Linked DNA regions of Mus musculus: all the other regions are linked to region 3. The links are chromatin contacts, called in public HiCAR-type and promoter capture Hi-C maps. All regions are on one chromosome and are shown on one strand. Each heading gives the region's core, a stretch centred on a gene start, on an enhancer-like site or on the middle of the called end of the contact. The rest is flanking DNA. Distances are from core to core; before and after follow the strand shown.

Region 1 (4,424 bases), core at 1,472-3,971, 2.0 Mb before region 3:
TCTCTTATGTGTGTCTTCTCCAAGCAAATTACTTTGACTCAGGCTGAAAATATGCTTGTTGAATTCAGAAGGCTGAATTAACTCTTGGTAAACTTAGGTAGTATGCTGCTTCCTAAAAGAATAGCATCCCCTCTCCCTCCTTCTTTTTGCCTCCATTTTGTTTATGTGTGTTTTACTCTTTCATTATGCAAACCCTCATTTCCAGAAGGCAGTATATATCCCACCAGCCTCCCGCCATGGTGGGGTGGCTTAGGTTGTGCTTCCAGTGGGCACTGAGACTGTTTGGAGCCACTCCTTAGTCGAGGGTCCAACATCAAGACAGCAGTTCTGGTGGTCCAGGATACCAGACTACTTCAGGTACACTTGTTCCCTGGTTGTAATAAGTGGCTTGTTCAGAAGGAATGTGAAGATTGGAAACTCCCACTGTGTACTCCAGGTATTGATTTCCTCAGCTGTGAGGTGGAAGAGAGGACACATACCTCTTAGGAATTTTTGAACAAGAGGCTTCAAAGGTTTAAAACTCTGGGGCTGTCAGGTGAACTCATTCCTGTGTCATTCTTGGGGTTGGATTCTGTTGCTTCTGAGAGAATGTATATTTCTCACTGCTTTCTGGTGCCAGGTGTTGGTAGCCTGGCTAGGGCGCTGTCTCCTCCATCGGGAGAAGATTTGTGTCCGCAGCCATTGGAAGACCCACCGAAAGTTCATACAGAATATGTTGTGTGAGCGGGAAGCACCCTCTGGCTGAGGGGATGACACGGAGGAGGTTTCCAAGGAGCTCTCAGATGCCTGTCTTATCTCCTGCTGAGAAAACAGGATGAGTTAGATGCATGTAGTGTCAAAATCAGTGGGCCTGCTGTCTACTCCTTTATAGAACCCAAGCCCATTTGCCCAAATAGCCCAAATATAGCAAAGTTTCGAGACAAACTGACTAGAACACACACTTCCATTTTTATGTGGTTGTGGTTGAGGGTTGCTGTGCCTACCCCTCTTCCCTCCCTCTGTGCTCTGTAGTATCTTTCCTACAGTGCCCCATCTCCTCTCCTTACTGTTATCTTCCCCCCTGTCCTAGTCTCCTGGGGCCCACCTTGCCTCACAGCAGGTAGTGAGAGTGAGGCTCCACTGTCCAACCTTGTCTTCCCCAGTCCTGCCCCTTGCTCTCCTGGGAGGCATGCATCTCTGTGCTCACCACAACTTCGTCTTTCAGTAACCTTGGAGGATCCTCTAGCACCTGACAGATATCTTCATTTTCCAGGGATCTTTGCTTGGACAAGTCTTGACAAACATCACGTTCTTTAGGACTGACCTGAGCAGTATGTGGAGGGGTAGTGCTGTTGAGGTGGACATCTTCCTTCTGAGTAGATTCAGGGAGCACACAGCCGTCATGCTGGCCACCTTTTTCTTTTCCTAGAAATGTCTCAAGTTTCTGTACTAGGTTATACAGTTTGCAGGGAGTCAGTTTTGTCTTGTCTTCTGGCCACTTATCCATCCACTGGCTATGGGCATTTAGATCCAGATTAGCAAGAGAGTCTGCATGGTTAGAGTCCACATCGATATCCCAGGCCAGTGTGATGCTTAGCTTGCTGAACTGCTCTGGGTCATGCTCCACCTGATCTCGTTTCCTGAAGAGTCTCCTTAAACTCTCTGTCCTCCAGGTGCTTTGGACAGGAGGGAGGAAATGGACCAAAGAATCCACAGAGGCTGTCTCCTCACGGGAGACCAGGTCCTCATAGGAAAAGGTGTTCTCAGAGGGGTAGTAGCCCACCGAGGCGCTCTGGTTGGACTTGCATTCATAAATAGAATCCTCTGTGCTACTGTAGTCACTGCTGGAGGGTGAGGTTGTCATGGTGCTGAGAGTGTCCAATCTCAAGTTTTCCTTGATTCTGGAAACTTCAGAAGAAAAAAATTAGTAAATGATATTATGGGGGGAAGTTATATGACCCATTCCTTTTTCTTATTGAAACTATTCCTTCCACTCTGTATAGTCCACCCTTTTGTACTTTCTGCCTCTGTAAAGACAAAAACACTCTGGCATCTCTTCTTTGTGCCTCTTATTTGTTTGACAGTAGCTGAGAGAGCTTATAAACAAAAAGGAGAATTTGAAAATGACAGGGAAGTGTGACTAGAGTCAAGTATGTTTTCAGTCCACTCTTCTGAGGTCAAGGTAACTAATTTCTTAGTATATATGTATATCTGTGCGCATATGTACATATACACACATATCCAAATACATGTGGTTCTCACATCAATAGAAACTTATTATCAAGTTTATAATAACCTATGGCTATTCTAATATTCTTAACTACTTTCTTATTAAATAGCCTTAGGTGTCACCTACTGATACTCAATAACTTGGCTGATTAATGATCACTAGGTTACTTAAGACCATACCATGATCCATGGAGTTAGTGGACCAAAGATCATAAATATATAGACATAATAATTGATACCAGAATGCTTTCCAGAAAGGTGACTGTCATTTGAGCACCCATCTTCCCACCATCTGATGGCATGTTTATTCTGCATTTTCCATAATCTCCCTGTAAGCAAACCTGGAAGACCACACACTCACACTCACACACATGCTCATGCCTTTGTCATGCCCTGATCTGAGGGCTGCCCAGATGAGACAGGCGCTTCCAGCAGTGGAGACAAAGTGATGGAGTCAGAAACCCTTCAGAGCCCATGTCTCAGTGATGTAAAGCCCAACTGCTTCTGAGAAGTTTGTGTTCCAAGACTGTTGGTTACCATGGCAACAAAGGAACCAAGTTATGGTCAGAATTATGTAAAGGGACAGGATCTGTCCCTTCAGTTTCAGAGTATTCTGAGCACATACAATAGTAGGCTGCACTCTCTTCATTAGAATCAGTCAGTTCCATGAGATCTTTCTCACATTTTCCCTCATTTCCATCCCCCAAGATTTCCATCCCCCAAGATTGCACATTAGTCTGCTACATGTCATACTTAGGTTTCCACTGCCATGCTAGGTCTGTAGATTACAGGGGGCAGATCTTGGAACTTCTCAGCAATTCTTTGTAACTAGTCTCTTTTTATACATTAAAATTTCCTGTTGTTTCTGTGTCTCTAGAGAATGCAGGCTACCTACTTATTTTGCTGCTTTTGAAATTAATGAATGATGACCATATAGTATATATCTGTAATCTAGCTCTTGGGAGACCAAAGCAAGAAGATTGAATGTAGCTCAGGCTGGTATCCTCTTGTCTTAGTTTATATCAGAAATACCTCATACACACACACACACACACACACACACCGGACAGTTGAGTGCCTAACAAGTTTCAGACCCTATGTTCTGCCACTTGTAGCAGGAATTAATTAACTAACTAATTAATGATTTCATGTATGTGTGTCTGTGTATGTACACCACATAGATGCCAGAGCCTTGGGTCCTCTGTAACTAGAGTTACAGATGGTTGTGAGTCTCCTGATGTGGATGCTGGGAACCTAACCTGACTATGGGGGTCATAGTAAAGGAACCCAGTCTAGCAAGGGAGCCATGGTAGAAACCATCCCCCCTGAGTACATTCAAAAGACCCAGTGGGAATCCTTTGGCTAGGAGGGTGAGGTGAGTGCCACTTGCTGTGTTTAGAAACTGTGGACACTGTTGATGGCCAACAGTTCTCCCTTTGGCTACATTATAATTTGGGTGCAATGGTTTTACCAAAAGACAAAAAAAAAAAGTTTGAAGGGATGATAGGATGTAGGCTTCCCAAGAAACAAGCTGAGGTCTTCTTAGGAGACTAATAGCAAAATGCTTAAAATTCAGACATTCAGATGATTCTTGTTCTTCTAGTCCTCAGGGCACTGTGAAGGAAAAGGTGGAGATGGGTGAGAAGAGAGGGGAGGGCAGACATGCTCAAAGTTGACTGCTGAGAAGGAACCTAACCTAGAGGCAGAGCCAAGTTAACCTAATAGAAAGTGGGGCTCGGGGCTGTGGGTGTGGCTCAGTGGTAGAGCTCTTGACTAGCCTATGGGAGACTCTCTGCAGTCTCCTGTACCATAGAAATACAGTGGCAGAAAGTCTACCTAGAGTGTTTATTGTGTTTTGGAAAATCAGACAGATGGTAAAAAGAATCTAGAGTAAGTGAAGATGACTATGAATAGCAGCAGGCAGAATGAATGCCTGTTATAAATAATAATTCTTTTCAGATTAGTTGGAAGGGGCCTGGAAGAAAGCAGACAGGGAGCAGACGGGGCTGGGATGAGTCGGACAGGATGCAGTTGACTGGCTCTGCCTGTCTCTGGCTGTTATCATCGGGCATCACAGAGTCCTCCCTCACAGGCCGGCTAGCGGGCCAGAACACCCTTCTCCTGCTCTCCTCCCACATCGGCTGGCTCAGTGCTGTGCGTGTCTACTCAGCCTGTGAGCACAGATAAAGCTTTCTCTCCACTTCCTGAGGCTAAGT
Region 2 (4,288 bases), core at 1,249-3,748, 1.9 Mb before region 3:
TGATCCTGTGATTCTGTGATCCTGAGATCCTGGATATGTCAGAGCTCCTGGGAGTCAAGCTGCCTTAGGGACTCTGAGATGTTGGTGTGACCAAGCTCCTGGGATCCTGGGCGTGTTAGAGCACCTGAGAGTGGAGCTACTTCTGAGTGTTGTGGGACTGGCTGTGGATTCAGCACCCAAGGTCTGCTCAGGGCACCTCTGATTCTTTGATCCAGAGCTTATTAGAGTGCCTGGGAGTGGAGCTTCCTCTGGGTGTTGTAGGACTGGCTGCAGAGTTTGTGTCCAAGGTCTGTCTAGGGCACTGACTCAGACTGGAAGAAACCTATGTCACTGGTCGGGCAGAGTTCCTGGGTGCCTGGGTCCCAATGGTCTCAGTTACGTCCAGTGTTGGGGCAGATGTTGTATCCTCCTTACTTCTGATCCTATGATCCTGGGCTTATTTATTTATTTTTCCTTTTTTAGGACAATCACTGGGTAACTTGTAACTCACTACATAGACCAGGCTGGCCTCCAACACACAGAAAACCACCTGCCTATGCCTTTTGAGTTAAAGGCATGTGTTACCATGCCCAATGGAGAGCCTTTTTTTTCTTCTTTTAAAGGTTATTTATTTATTATGTATGATTATTTTGCCTTCACGAATGTCCTTGCACCTCATGCATGCCTGGTACCTGTGAAAGCCAGAAGAGGGCATTGTAGCTGAAATTACAGATGATTGTGAAGCACCATATGGATGCTGGGAATTGAACTAGGGTCCTCTAGAAGAGCAGTTACTGCTTTTAAGTGCTGTGCCACCTCTCCAGTCTTCCCTCCCCAACACATATGCACGTTCTTAACTCCATCTCATGATGTAATCAGTGCTGTTCTGGTGACTGAAGCGGCTGCATGCTCTCTCCCTGCCTGGAGATTGGTACTTTATCTGGAAACAGATGAGCTTTGTTCACATGCTTTTTAAAAAGAACTTAGTTTTTATTGAAAATTATCCCTCATATTAACCTAGGCTTCAAATTAGTAAACGACCATTAAAAAAAGAAGGCTTAAAGTTTTTCAATTGTTCTACCCAGAATTACCTATGTAATCTGTAGAGATCAATGAAAACTGAAAATGTGGAGTCCCCTTGCAGAATTTAATAAGAACATAAGCCACCAGTGGATGATTGTACTTCCAAAGCCTTTCCAGCTGAAAAATTACAGTTTAGAAACTTCTGCTGGCAAACTAATACATGCTTTATACTGTAAACCATCTTTGCTTACTGATACTTTATAAAGGAGTTACTTGTAAAGATGATTTTTAATCTGTGTGTGTGAGCCATAGGACTGTGCACATGACTGCAGGTGCTCATGGAAGCCAGAGCCTATGAAGCAAGAGCTACTTAAGGTTATGGGCCTTTCTGCACTGGTCTAAGGAATCCAGTTCTGGTCCACCGCAAAAATAATACATGAAAAGACAAGGTCAAAATTTAAACTCGAACAATCTAGTTCAAAAGGCCACTTGAACAAACAAACAAAGTGGTAGGGGTGCAGCCACACTGTGCCATTGTGTTGTCCCCTCATCCCCCAAGGCCTTTGCCTCTGGTGCTTGTTACTTTCTCTGTTGGATGGCAGTCATTTAAGAAGTATAACGGCATTGGGGCATGATGGTGCATGCCTTTAATCCCAGCACTCGGGAGGCAGAGGCAGGCGGATTTCTGAGTTCGAGGCCAGCCTGGTCTACAAAGTGAGCTCCAGGACAGCCAGTGCTACACAGAGAAACCCAGTCTCGGAAAAAAACAAAACAAAAAAACTATAAAGACTGCTAAAATGTTAAAGCCTTACCCCTGGAGTTTAACCCTCAGAACCTAGGTGGTGATGGGATAGAACCAAAGAACTAATTCCCTTAAACTGTTCTCTTACTAGTGCACACACACACACACACACACACACACACACACACACACACACACACACACACAGAGTAATTAAAAGCTAGGTGTTATGCTATATTCCAGCAATTGGGAGACTAGAGCAGCATGATTGTAAAGAAAGAGAAAGGGCAGAAGGAGAAGGAAGAAAATGGAACAAAGAAAAAAATGGGCTGAAGAGGTGGAGAGGTGGTGCATTGATTAAGCAGGGACTACTCTTCCAAGGGACTAAGGTTCGGTTTCCAGCATCCACGAGGAAGCCCATTATTTCCCTAACTCCATGTCCGCTGCTGGCGCAGTGAGCAATACAGGCACATGGTGTGCTGATATGCAGGAAAACACCGATATACATAAAATATACAAATAAACGGGAAAGGAGAAAAACGTCTTAGAGCAGCCATTAAAACAAACAAACAAACAAACAAACAAACAAACAAACAAACAGGCCAGTAGACGTAGACTGTGAGACTTCTAGGTCAGAGTCCCCATCATTCCACAACAGTCAACCAAGAGCCACAGCTCCACTATCCCTTTGCCCAGTGCTCTTCCGTTCCCAGGTTACACACTTCCGGTCCCGCCCCCTCCCGGCGGTGCTTGTCCGCTCCGGCTCGCCGTCCTTTATCATGGCGGCCGCCGCGCTGCAGCTGAGGCAGACCCTGTGCCCGGGAGCGCGCGTCCTGCGCACCTTCTCCTCGGTCGCCAGCCCCGCGGCTCCGAGAGCCGGCCCGCGTGAGTGTGGGTGCGTCGCTGCGGGCTGGGGGGCGGGGAGAAAGGAGGCCGTGCGCTCCGTGACCTTCCTGTGTTTTTCTGGAGGTCGTCGCGCATTTCCACGAGTGCGTTCGCTGAGCCCGGCACACCGCAGGGGTTCGGGGCGCACTGTAGTGTGAGAGGCGGTGCAAGCGTGGGGCTGGAGGGAATGCAGCGATGGGAGCCGCGTGCAAGAGTGGGCAGCAGGAAAGGCTCGGCCAGGAGCGGGCACCTGCCCACCAGGGCCTTCCCCGCCGCCTCTCCTGCAGGGCATGCTTCTTCCTTCCGCGCTCGCTCTCCTGCAGACCTGCTCACAGCACGTCGTGCCTTTCCACTCCCTTGTTGAAAATCCACAAATGGTTTCCGGGCAAATTATAGATTACTTAATACATCATAGTGGCTCCTCATAGTCCTAAGATGTGTCTATCCCCAAGTTTTCGCTCTTTTATTCTCTTAAGTGTGTTAGGCAGAGTTGCAGAGGTTAGCAGTCTATCAAAGTTTTGAAGTAGCGCGTAGACACAGGTAAACGGTAACAATAAAACTTATTATCACGAAGAAAAAGAAAGCACAGTATTGAAAACGATATGCTGTTGAAGAAGTGGCTATAAGGTAGGATGGAATAGTGAGGAGAAACCTCCCAGAGGAAAAGATGTTTGAGCAGTCACGACGATTTGAGAGAAGAGCGCTGTTCTTCTCAAAGAGGTTAGACATGATCAAGGAAAAGAAAGGGACACCCGGGCCAGAGGTGTTCAAGTAAAGGGTCGAGTGGCAATCCAAGATGTCAGAGTAGTGGGCTGAGCTTTAAGGATTTGGGGGCGTTTGGTTTTGATTTGAGCTTGGACTTTGTTAGAAGTCGAGGATCACACTATAATAGAGAAGTGACATGGTTTCTACTTGTGAAGGATCTATCACTGGCATCTGCGTGGTGACTCACTTCAGCAGGGTAAGACTGCAAGACCTATTTGGAGGCTGTTGGTATTCCAAGCAAGATGATGGTAACAGTGCAGAAGGTGGTTTGGCTTATTATCGGATGTAGTTTGAGGATGAAGCCAAGTAGGATTTACTGATGGATTTGATGTAGGCCTTGAAGATAAACCCTTTCCTGAGCCGTTGGATGAGTGTTAGTGCCGTTTACAGGGATTAGAAACCCTTTGCTAAGCCTGTCTTGTGGATGCACATTAAATATGGTGACCCTCTTCAGTTGTCTGTCCTTTTTTCAATATCAGCCATACTGAGTCTGAGTTCATTTACTTGTTTCTATTTTTTGTGCTCTCTCTAATCTATAAGGTCAGATAAGAGGGGTATTTGGCAATGTGAACTAAATGCAGCTGTGGCCAGCTGTTTGGCACTGTAGGAATAAGCATCTCAGTAGCAAGCATCTCCTTGTGCTCTGAAGACTGAGTCTGATGTTGCGGACATTCCTAGTCTGCATCACTCAAGATGGGATGATGCGCATTTCTCTGTAGATTCAGCCCAAAAGTGAATAGTACCATAAAAAGCCTATAGATTGTCCCACCATGGCAGAGACTAAGAATTCCTTTAGCAGAGTTTCTGCTTCCTGAAATATACTTGCATATCTCTTCTTTACCTTCTGGCCAAGGGCATCTCTTCAGTATTTTGGAATACTCAGACTTCCATCAT
Region 3 (4,017 bases), core at 1,415-3,914:
GCATTCTGAACAATTAAGTATGGCTTGAGAATTGTGTTACCGTTCTTCCCAGTCAGTCAGTCTTGTCTTATCATCTCCGGAGAAAGGGAAAATGATTTCTTTTAAAGAATTGTTTTTAGGTACTTAGGAAATAGTTCAAACCTTAAAAAGATTTCTTTTATTTTTATTTATTTATTTATTTATTTATTTATTTATTTATTTTTTTGGTTTTTTCAAGACAGGGTTTCTCTGTGTAGCCCTGGCTGTCCTGAAACTCACTTTGTAGACCAGGCTGGCCTCGAACTCAGAAATCCACCTGCCTCTGCTGGGATTAAAGGCGTGCACCACCATGCTCGGCTCTTCTTTTATTTTTAATTACCTGTATGTATGTCAATGTAGGTGTGTGCACAAGTGTCAGAGTGCCCAAAGAGGCCAGGAGAGGGCGTTTGGTCTTCTGCAGCTTACAGGTGGTTATGGAACACCTGGCATGAGTGCTGGGATCCCATTATCAAGATTTTAGGAAGAGCAGCAAGCAACCCCAAAGGACATATTTCTAAAGCTTGGCATAGGAAATTAATTGTCCTCAAAGCAGCCTTAAGAAGTTGGCTTCAGATTTTTTCCCATTGAGGCTGGAGGAATGGCTCAGCAGTTAAGATTGATAGCTGTTCTTCAGGACCCTGGTTCTATTCCCAGCACCCACATGGCAGCTCACAATTCCAGTTCCAGGGGATCTGGCACCCTCACACAGACATACATAAAGGCAAAATGCCAACACACATTAATTAATCTTCAGAGAGAGAAAGAGAGATCAAAACAAGAGAAAAATATTTTCCCATTTAAAAGTTTATTTTAGTTGGCTGGCAGTGGCATGGGCCTTTAATCCCAAGCATTTGGAAGGCAGAGGCAGAGGCAGGTGGATCTCCAAATTCAAGACCAGTCTGGTCTAAAAAGTGATTTGTAGGACAACCAAGGCTACAATGGAACCCCTGTCTTGGGGAGGGGGGTGGCATTTTATACCTGTGGAGGCAGCTCAGTGGTACAACACTTATCTAACAGGTGCTATATCATGGGGTTCAAAACAAGCATAGCAAGTTTTGAGGGTGGGCATTTAAAACAGGGCTGGCAAGATGACTCAGCCAATGAAGCCTGACCACCTACCTGAATTTGATCCCTAAATTCATGTGGTTGAGGTGACTATCCCCAATAGTCACCTGGCCTCATATATGAAGATACACACACACAGATGTTCTTTAAAATCTCCAGCCACCCACAAAAATAAAAGAAGGCAGTGAAGACCTTGCTTTTCTTTCTCTCTTAACTCATTCAAATCTCTCTTAGAAACATCATTTGATAATAACAGAATCATTTAGTTCTACATGTGTGTATAGACTTTCCTAGGAAGCTGAAGTCTTGCAGTAAGTAGTCTACTTAAAAACAAAACAATGTTTGCAAAGTACCTCATGTTATTTTCACATGTCCCTGGAGTCACCCAAAGGAAAGCCAAGGTTGTAATATCCAAGGTTTTTAATTTTCTTGACACACTCTCTATTCACTTCAAAAATTATTATTTCCCAGTCAAGGCCACATCTAGATGAAAACAAGCTAACTGAAACACAGGATTAATTGTGAAAGTCGCAACAGATATGGTGTTGCTGGGCTGGATGTCTAGACTGCAAGCAAACCCCAAATACCAAAGAAGCATCCATGTGTCAAACGAGCATAATTTTTGAGCTATGCCTGGAGCCACATACCAAAAAGTTAGCTTGAAAAAAGTGTAAGAGGGTAAGTAGAAGGTCAGTCCCAGTTCCCAGGAATTGTGAAACTAGCAAGGGCTCCCTACACTGGCAACTTCTCCCAGCATCCTTTATCTCGGAAAGGCCCTACTCCCCAGATGCAGCAGTTCTCAAGGTTATCTAAGATTTATCTGAGTCCTGCATACTTTAAGGTCAAAACACAAAACATCCTCAGAATACTTTAAATGCATTTATGCTTTGCGGGGACTCAAAAAACGAACCCCAGACTTTCGCGTTCAGTTTTGCAGCACAAAAACCATTAAAATGATTTTCAAGTCTGACAAACTTCAGTTCAAAAGCAGATGTTTTCCGGACACTGCTAGAAACAAGTTTTACGTCCACCTCTCACTAAAAAAGTTGCCGGATCCTTCTTTAGAAAGCATTAAGAGAAGACCAAGAGCCTACTTGAAACGAACTCCTAACATGGAGGGGGAGGGGGGACACGGTGCACGTCTGGCTCGTAGTCATTCTTCACCTGCAATAAGGAAAGGTGAGAAGAAAAATAACAAGAGGCGGACTGGGGTGCTGGTTACCAGAACTGCTCCGTCTTAAAAGCCGCCCAACCCAACCTGCCCTGCGCCTCGCCGGTCGCCCCACGTGTAAACACACAAAGGCTGCACGCACCCCCAGTTCCTCAGTCTCCACTTCCAAGAGGGGCAAGAGCCGGCGCCCCGAAACTTCCCCGCGTGTAGTCGGAGGTCCTGGGTAGGGCGCGGAGCTCCACTCCTGGAGGGAGCCCAGCGCTCCGGGGTCCCCGGGCACCACGCGCCATCCGCCGCCCTCACCTGCGCTGGAACAACGGCCCGCGCCCCGCCGGCGCCGCCCGAAGGCCGCGCCTCTGCTCCCGGGCCGCTCCGCACGCTCGGCCTGACGTAATTCAAACATGGCAACAGTTCCACTTCAAAGGCGGATGCACGGACCTCCCAGACGCGGCCTCCCGTGCCTCGGAGCCCCGGCCACGCGTGCGTCCCGCCGAGCAGCGCTCCGTCGCTCCGCATGGGTGACCCGCAGGCCGAGGCGCCCCCACGGACACAGCCTCGCTGAGCCGCCGCTGAAGTTTCCGAGAGGACCTAAGGGACAAAAGCCGCCCCGCGCCCCGCCCGGCCCGCGCCGCTCGGGCACACGCGGCCCTTTGTTGTCCGGCGGCATCGGCGACGTCGGGGCGACCCGGACCCGCGCCCGGGGACCCACGCGAGCTCGGGTATCCTGAGCCACTGGTCCCTGGGGCCAAACTTTTGCGGAGTCCCGGATGAGAAACGCCCAGAGGTCCCCGCCGCCGTGCATATGCTGCGAGTTGGCGACTTTCGCTGTGCTTTGGAAACTGGCAAGACGCCATCACCAGGAAATCACATTGTCCTGCTCCCGACAGCCCCGACGGCGACCGCAGCCCGCGGCTCACTCCGAGCTGGACACTGAGATGTAGCACGGTCGCGGCCCTAAGCACGTGGCTTGTCAGGTGAAGCACACACAACAAAAAGGGAAAAAAAAAAAAAAAAAAAGAGTTGGGTGCCTCAAGCAGCGGACCGCGCCGCCGCCTTCATCCGCACTGTTTGGTGCCGCGGGCCACGGCCACCCCTCCCGTGTCGCCCGCACCCACGCTACAGGTGACCAGACGGACAGCGAACTTTGGGCTGCAGAGACCACTCGGCACCGGCCGAGTGCAAAGACCGCGTGCTGCGCGCTCATTGTCGCAGCCGCGTCCCTGCGGACTTCTCCAACAACGCCACGCCGCGTGCGTCGCGCCATCCCGGCGCTGGCCCTCACCAGCTGCCTTCAGCCTGTGTGGCCGCCGGCTCCAGGAACTGGCAAGTTAGTTTCCGAGCTCCGGCTTTGTTGTTCACCCGCGTGCAAACACCGTCGCGAGCGCCGGGGTAGCGCAACACGCGGGTGCACGCGGAGCCCAAGCCCCTGGCCAGAGCAGAGCCCACACGGGATCTGCGACCCCGACCCTGCTCTCCGGGTCTGCAGGAAACACTACGACCTAGAAAAGTCATTGTCACTTTCAGCGTGGATGCAAGTCCGCCGCAGCTCGTTCGTTTCCACGCTGCACTCACTTTCCCCACACCCTGACTTTCGGTTTACCTCAAATATCCTCCTCAATTAAGAAGCGCATCTCCAACGCCTCTGTACAAAAGAATCTGGAGTCCGGAGAGCACGAGGGCAGCGCTCCCCGCAATGCCATCTCCAAGACAAAACTTCCTGTGTGTTTGTGTATGGGAAGGACGGAGGAGGCGGGGGAGGTAAA

The links. Promoter capture Hi-C pulls out the DNA fragments that hold promoters and counts their contacts. HiCAR-type assays count read pairs that join an accessible place to other places.
Region 1: a promoter capture Hi-C map of liver shows a contact between it and region 3, with 2.9 times the contacts expected there. The contact joins the promoter of 1700034J05Rik here to the promoter of 3010003L21Rik in region 3. A contact is called at or near these places in 2 of 39 promoter capture datasets (cranial neural crest and liver).
Region 2: a HiCAR-type map of astrocytes shows a contact between it and region 3, with 5 times the contacts expected there. The contact joins the promoter of Mrps35 here to the promoter of 3010003L21Rik in region 3. A contact is called at or near these places in 6 of 39 promoter capture datasets (3T3-L1-derived adipocytes, embryonic stem cells, hippocampal neurons and 2 more) and 2 of 115 datasets of contacts at active chromatin or transcription factors (astrocytes and pancreatic cancer cells).

Annotation. Positions count from the first base shown.
Region 1 is chr6:146,951,700-146,956,123 of GRCm38.p6, forward strand. It overlaps 1700034J05Rik (RIKEN cDNA 1700034J05 gene), which reads right to left and starts at 2,722. Exons shown (of 3, transcript NM_001164236.1): 1 at 2,590-2,722; 2 at 1,187-1,887; 3 at 1-798. The coding sequence starts at 1,843. The coding sequence ends at 553. The region is part of intron 2 of Ppfibp1 (PTPRF interacting protein, binding protein 1 (liprin beta 1)); the gene reads left to right.
Region 2 is chr6:147,040,272-147,044,559 of GRCm38.p6, forward strand. It overlaps Mrps35 (mitochondrial ribosomal protein S35), which reads left to right and starts at 2,499. Exons shown (of 8, transcript NM_145573.2): 1 at 2,499-2,629. The coding sequence starts at 2,524.
Region 3 is chr6:148,942,193-148,946,209 of GRCm38.p6, forward strand. 3010003L21Rik (RIKEN cDNA 3010003L21 gene) reads left to right here and starts at 2,665. Exons shown (of 2, transcript NR_144294.1): 1 at 2,665-4,017. All of the region lies in intron 1 of Sinhcaf (SIN3-HDAC complex associated factor), which reads right to left.